Linked DNA regions of Macaca mulatta: region 1 is linked to region 2. A link is a contact called in public Hi-C data. All regions are on one chromosome and are shown on one strand. Each heading gives the region's core, a stretch centred on a gene start, on an enhancer-like site or on the middle of the called end of the contact. The rest is flanking DNA. Distances are from core to core; before and after follow the strand shown. Region 1 holds the start of HIBCH (3-hydroxyisobutyryl-CoA hydrolase). Region 2 holds the start of WDR75 (WD repeat domain 75).

The links. A called contact is a pair of places that touch in the nucleus more often than the background predicts.
Region 1: a Hi-C map of liver shows a contact between it and region 2, with 11 times the contacts expected there. The contact joins the promoter of HIBCH here to the promoter of WDR75 in region 2. A contact is called at or near these places in 2 of 14 Hi-C or Micro-C datasets (fetal cortex germinal zone and liver).

The regions. Positions count from the first base shown.
Region 1 is chr12:95,330,125-95,333,433 of T2T-MMU8v2.0, forward strand. It overlaps HIBCH (3-hydroxyisobutyryl-CoA hydrolase), which reads right to left and starts at 1,991. Exons shown (of 14, transcript XR_013402082.1): 1 at 1,933-1,991.
Region 2 is chr12:94,421,287-94,424,321 of T2T-MMU8v2.0, forward strand. It overlaps WDR75 (WD repeat domain 75), which reads left to right and starts at 1,488. Exons shown (of 21, transcript XM_001106363.5): 1 at 1,488-1,592. The coding sequence starts at 1,507. LOC114671376 (a long non-coding RNA gene) reads right to left here and starts at 1,048. Exons shown (of 6, transcript XR_013402078.1): 1 at 997-1,048.

The sequences.
Region 1 (3,309 bases), core at 741-3,240, 910 kb after region 2:
TTTTTTGTTTGTTGTTGTTGTTGTTGTTGTTTTGAGACGGAGTCTCACTCTGTCACCCAGGCTGGAGTGCAGTGGTGCAATCTCGGCTCACTGCAACCTCCGCCTCCCAGGTTCCAGCAATTCTCCTGCCTCAGCCTCCCAAGTAGCTGGGATTACAGGCCCCTGCCACCACGCCCAGCTAATTTTTTTTTGTATTTTTAGTAGAGACGGGGGTTTCACTATGTTGCCCAGCCTGGTCTTGAACTCCTGACCTCATATGATATGCCCGCCTCGGCCTCCCAAAGTGCTGGGATTACAGGCATGAGCCCCCGCGCCTAGCCCTTAAGTGTAAATTTATATGTGAGTTGCAGCTGAGATATTAAGAGGGTTGTGACCAGCACTAGAGCTCAGAGAAAGTCAGATTAGACAAAGATTTGAGTTACGCTAAGAGAGATGATTTGGGAACCAAAAAAAAAAAAAAGTCCAAGAGCTAAACTGGCACTGGGGTAAGAGGAGAGGCGGCGGAGAGTGGCATTAGAAAAATAGGCCAGTACCAAAGAAGCCAAGGGAGGCCAGAGTTCAAGTGGGGTTGCCCAACACTGTCAACCATGGCCCAAGGCCTTTTCTCCTCTCAGAAACACTTTCCGTAGCACCGTATTCCCTTACACGCTTGAGGGTTAGGCTACTGCGGACTGGACCACTTTGGCCTCTGCTTTCCAAGATAATGCCCACTCCAGGGCTGAGTTTGGAAAAGGCATCTCAGATCAAAGCCCCCAAAATGGTCCTGCCCTCACCTACAGAGTCTGCAACTTGGAACGTGGGGTGGAAGAAAGCCAAGCTGAATTGTGGAAATGACAGATCCTGTCCTAAGTCAGTTAACTTTAACGAACATGTCTTTCCAGTTTGTTTCTCTATTTGCTATTTGCTGACAACACTGAAAAAGCGGCAGCAACGATTACGGGTACTGATTTTCTTACTATTTACTAAATCTCTCCATGAGCTCGTGCAAGGACTAAATTTTAAGGTATTAAAAAAACAAGCAGAAAAGCAACTCTTAAATGTATAACAAATATATACTGAGAATTAGGTCTGTGGATACAGTGTTAGAAGTCTAGACACTTTCCCCTGAAACTATTCTTCTTAATTCAAAGAAACACCTCCATCCCTTTTCAGGAAACCCAGAAGGCAAACTCTAAGGCTTAAAGAATCCAATAATTTAAGTTGTCCTTATTTTAATGAAATAAACATGGTTCTCCCTTCAAGTGGGCGCAGCTGCTACCTGACATGACAGTACAGGGCCAGACAGTGGGCTGTTCAAGACGCATGTAGCCTAACTTCCTAAAGATGTGGCTACCAGATTTCTTAGGCTGAGCTCAAGGTGCAGTGAGGGGTACTTTTGAAAAGTTAAACAACGTTTGCAAACATGCTCCCCCATGCCACGTTAAATGTCCCTCAACACTAGCCTGAAAGTTCCAGATGCCTGCACTGACGCTGGAGCCATGCAAGAAAGCTGAATAAAATCATACCACGGGCAGAGAGAGGTGCAGCAAGTGACAAGGCACCTGTGTGTGTTGACTGCACAAAACATGCCGCACAATTCCTCTAAGCTGAATCCCTCCGTGTCCCCAAACTGCACCCAACTTTGAAGAAAGAAAAGAAATTGAGGCCAAAAGAATGCAAGTCGTGTGGGGACAAGGTTGAATTAAGAGCTAGAGTGGCAGAAAACGCGGGTGCCGCCGCAAAGAAGATGCTAGAGGGAGAAAGGGAAGACAGGGACGGGGGCTGGGGCTTGGGGAGGGCCAAGGTTGGGGTGGGCCAAGGTTGGGGTCTCAAAACTGCGCCTCTGAGCGCGACTCGAAACTTCGAGGCCAGCAGTCTCCACCCCCGGCCCTTTTCCCACTTTGGAGAGCGCCGCTGAAGAGCCTGCCCTTGGCTGCTCGCTCTCTCACTCACCTCGACATGAGCCTCCACACCTCCCGCTGCCCCATCGCCAAACACTCCAGAGCTAAAGCAACGTAGTGAGAATCACGCGGACCCTTCCAGCGCCTCGCGTGAGCCCCGCCCACCGCCGTCCGGCCCCGCTGGGCACAGATGACAAGTCCTCCAGAAAGCCAGAGCGACCGTTTCCGCTACGCGGCAGGGAGGGGCGGGGCAAGAACGACGCCTGGAGGAAATAGTTGAGGGCGGGGAAGGGGGATGGGACCGGTGCGGGGCGGGCCTGGGATCGGGGACGGGGCCAGGGGGAAGGCGGAGAGCGAGCTGAGGCGGAGCGGTGAGAGGGAGGATAGAGCAGACTAGGGCGGATTCGCAGGAAAGGAGATTGCCCTCTAGAGGCTGTCTTAGCGTAAAGCGCAACTGTTGTAGGCTTGACCTGCAAAATTGACCAGCAGGAACTAATGTGAAAGACTTTTCTGGAATTTTAGTAATTTTTTATTAAAATGTAAACTTAGTATTATTTAAGAATCAAGTAGAGGAATTACACTTGATAAAGGACATCGGGGTAGTTTATTCATTCCTAACCCAATATAGCCTAATTCCTTTAACATTAGGATTGAGACATTTTCAGTTTTCTTGGGAAAAGTTATAGATCCCCCACTCTTCCTCAAAGACAGACAAGAGTTGTCTGATTAAGAGATAATAGATATGTCTTCCCAACTAAAGTAAAAGTTACTGTTATCAGTGAAAGCCTAATTGCATTCAGAAAGTAGCTTACTCTTAAATGAAACCCGCATTTAACTTAACTACTAGGATCCACTGTTAAATTGAGGAAAAAGTTCCTCTGCTTCCAGATCCACCCAGATGTCTAGCAGAAGACATTTCATCGCCACTAGTAAGTATTGAAACATTTATCAGAAAGAAGAAATCCGGTGACAAATTTCAGAGAGGACACATGAAAGGAGTTATTCTTAGTACCTTGATACTTAAAGAGATACACTGTTGAGACTTTGATAAAAAATTACGTTTCTAACCTAGGTCAAATGTAATAACCAAATGCCCACTGAGAAGAGGACAGACAACAGACATCACAAAAGGAACTCCTTACCTGCAATTTGGTTTTTAACTGGCTACGGGACATCACGATCTGACATCACCATCATGCCTCATTCACTGAGCACAGAAATGAACCAGTCATCTGACCTAGCATGGTTTACTGGAAAAAGCATGGACTTTCCTGTTAGACAGACTGAGATTCAAACCTTCCTTGCCGCCCTAGCTTCATGTGTGTGAAACCTGAGTCTCAGAAGGCCTCATCGTTAGAAGGGCCCTGTGCTTGTTTTAATGTTGTGCTATTAATAATTTTTGAACAAGGAACCACAAATTTTCATTTTA
Region 2 (3,035 bases), core at 238-2,737:
TAGCTGATTGCTTCTAGGCTACAAATCTGAACAACATTTTACTATACTCAATATTACAGGCAATTGTATTATTAACACAATTGTATTATTTAAATACACCAATACTTTTCTTTTTTTTTTTTTTTTTTTTTTTTTTTTTTTTTTTTTGAGACGGAGTCTCACTCTGTTGCCCAGGCTGGAGTGCAGTGGCATGATCTCTGCTCACTGCAAGCTCCGCCTCCCGGGATAGCGCCATTCTCCTGCCTCAACCTCCAGAGTAGTTGGGACTACAGGCGCCCGCCACTGCGCCTGGCCAATTTTTTGTATTTTTAGTAGAGACGGGGTTTCACTGTGGTCTCGATCTTCTGACCTCGTGATCCCCCTGTCTCGACCTCCCAAAGTGCTGGGATTACAGGCGTGAGCCACCACGCCCGGCCATAATACACCAATACTATTCTGTTAATAGTATTGATGTATTAAAATACATAAAAGGTACAGTAAAAACATAGTATTACAATCTTAAGGAATCACTATGTTACATGCACTGACTGAAAGATCCTTACGTGGCATGTGACTATACTTGTGACTTTGGTAATTTTGTGGTAAATCAACAAATCAAGAAGCGAAATCAAAATAGGCAACATGATATACAGGGTCCAAGAATATGATACGTGTAACTTTACAAAGGAAAACAAACTGGCAAAAATAAACATCTTCGGATTTTAGGGGTTCCTAACCCACAGGCTCTATCCACTAATGGGAAAAGGTAAAACCCAGGAAACCAGAGAGCAGCGCCCTGAAACCTGGCGGGACTGGCCGAATGTCAGATTAGCCCGAGCAGCTACACTGAACGCTGGGGAAGATGCACCAGAATACCGCAGTAGGAGCCAGATTTCCAAAGGAAGAAAGCTAGGCCCTAGGACTGTGGAGATTCTGTAGGAACCTAAGCGATGCTCACAAGAACAGAAGAATGGTTAATGAGAGGAACAAAAAGCTGTACAAGGAGGAGAAAGCTACCTTTCCACCCAATAACGCAACGCGGCGACCAACAAAACCAGGGACGCGAGAGGCTCGCGTCATCCTGCAGCGCCGAGATCACAGACACCAGAAAGTGACGCCTCCGATGAGACTACTGGAGGTCACGTGGTACATTGTGCACCACGTTTCCCTTCTGGCAGAAAAAGCCATAGAGTCAGGTTGACAAGGCTTGAGAGAAATATGTCTGTATTAAATAATTGTGTATAGGTATATAATAAAACACTGATTCTCTCTAAGTCTCTGTTTTGCTTTCATCTTTTCTTACAAGTGTCTTAGTTTGGCATTGCCCACACAAAAGATGGCTGCACGGAAGCCGAGTCTTAGTTTGGCATTGCCCACACAAAAGATGGCTGCACGGAACCACGGAGTCTCAGGTCTAGAAGGGCCCGTGGGTGGGTTCTGTGGGCTGGGAACAGCCGTGTTACACCCGGCTCAATATAGGAAGTTCAGGGCGGTACCAGCGATTGGTCATTCTGCGACTGCGCAAAGATGGTGGAAGAGGAGAACATCCGCGTGGTTCGTTGTGGCGGCAGCGAGTTGAACTTTAGGAGAGCTGTGTTCTCTGCAGATTCTAAGTATGAGGGGCACCGCGCTTTGTCGGCTGAGGGGCGGGGCGTGAGTTTCTCGAGGGTCGGGGAGAAGGAACTGTCAGTCGCGTTCGGACTCGCCAGCCTGGCGGATATGGGCTTTGGGTAGAGCACGCGCGTGTGGGGGATCCCCAGGGTACCCGGGAGGTCCGGTTAGTACTGCAGGTTGGGGTGCGCCCCCCGATTCCTGGACAGTTTACCTGCAGGTAGATTGAAAGGCCCTGGAGCCGGTCTCCGTGTCGAGGATCTGGAAGGTGCTCGGGCGGCCGGAAAATGGTCCATGCGTGGATGTGTATGCCACTACTTTTGCAGTACCTACTCTTTCGTACAGAATCATGTTTTGGAGTGACTAAAACCTAAAAATATTAGGCTTTTTTAATCCACTCCTCACCCTTGAAGCATAGAGCATAGTGCAGTCTTTTTGGAACTTTACGTGAAAACAGATGGTAGATCTTTATGAGGTAAAAAATACGCTAAGACTTGGTCTTTTTTCTCAGTGTAGCTGGAAACCAAACCATTCCCTGGCTTCAAAATCCACTTCTTACCTTATGAAATCTTTGTAAGTTTTTTAATATTTGCCTCAGTTGCCATCATCTGTAAAAGGGGGATAATATTTAGTTCATCTCACACGGTTATTGGGAGGATCAAATGCCTCAATGTGTTAAAACTACAGACAGCAATGCCCAGCATATAATGGCTCAATGTATGTAGCTGTAATCATTATTACTGTATTGTCAGGTTTTCAAATAACTTTAGGTAGAGTGACACTTAATAAAATCAAAAAACCCTTTCTGTCTTAGAAGAGTAGAGATAGTATTTTATGAAAGTTTGTAGCCTCCACAATATTCTTTTTTTTTTTTTTTTTTTTCCTGGATACAGAGTCTCACTCTGTCACCCAAGCTGGAGTGCAGTGGCTCAATCTAGGCTCATTACAACCTCCGTCTCCCTGGTTCAAGCAATTCTAGTGCCTCGGCCTCCCAAGTAGCAAGTATTATAAGCGCGGGCCACGACACCAGCTAAGTTTTGTATTTTTAGTAGAGAGAGGGTTTCGCCATGTTGGCCAGGCTGCCCTGGAACTCCTGGCCTCAAGTGATCTGTCCACCTGAACCTCCCAAAGTGCGGCGATTACAGTGAGCAACCGTGCCCGGTCAGCCCCACAATATTCTGCATATGAGTGTATGACAGGTAGTTGTTGAAGGCAATGCATGCATGACTGAAAGAGCTTTCATAAATTGCCTTAGAAGCCCCCAAAAAAAAAAAATGAGTCCTTAGGCTTTGTTTACATTGATCTTATGAATCAAAGGAAGAAACAGACTTTTAGAGGCTCACACTCTTGACACTTCGGACTCATATCCATGTAACCAGTTTCTTCAGTGTACTGTTTCTATACCTTATTCATTATAATGAGGTCCATTATGTGTTTCATTTGCT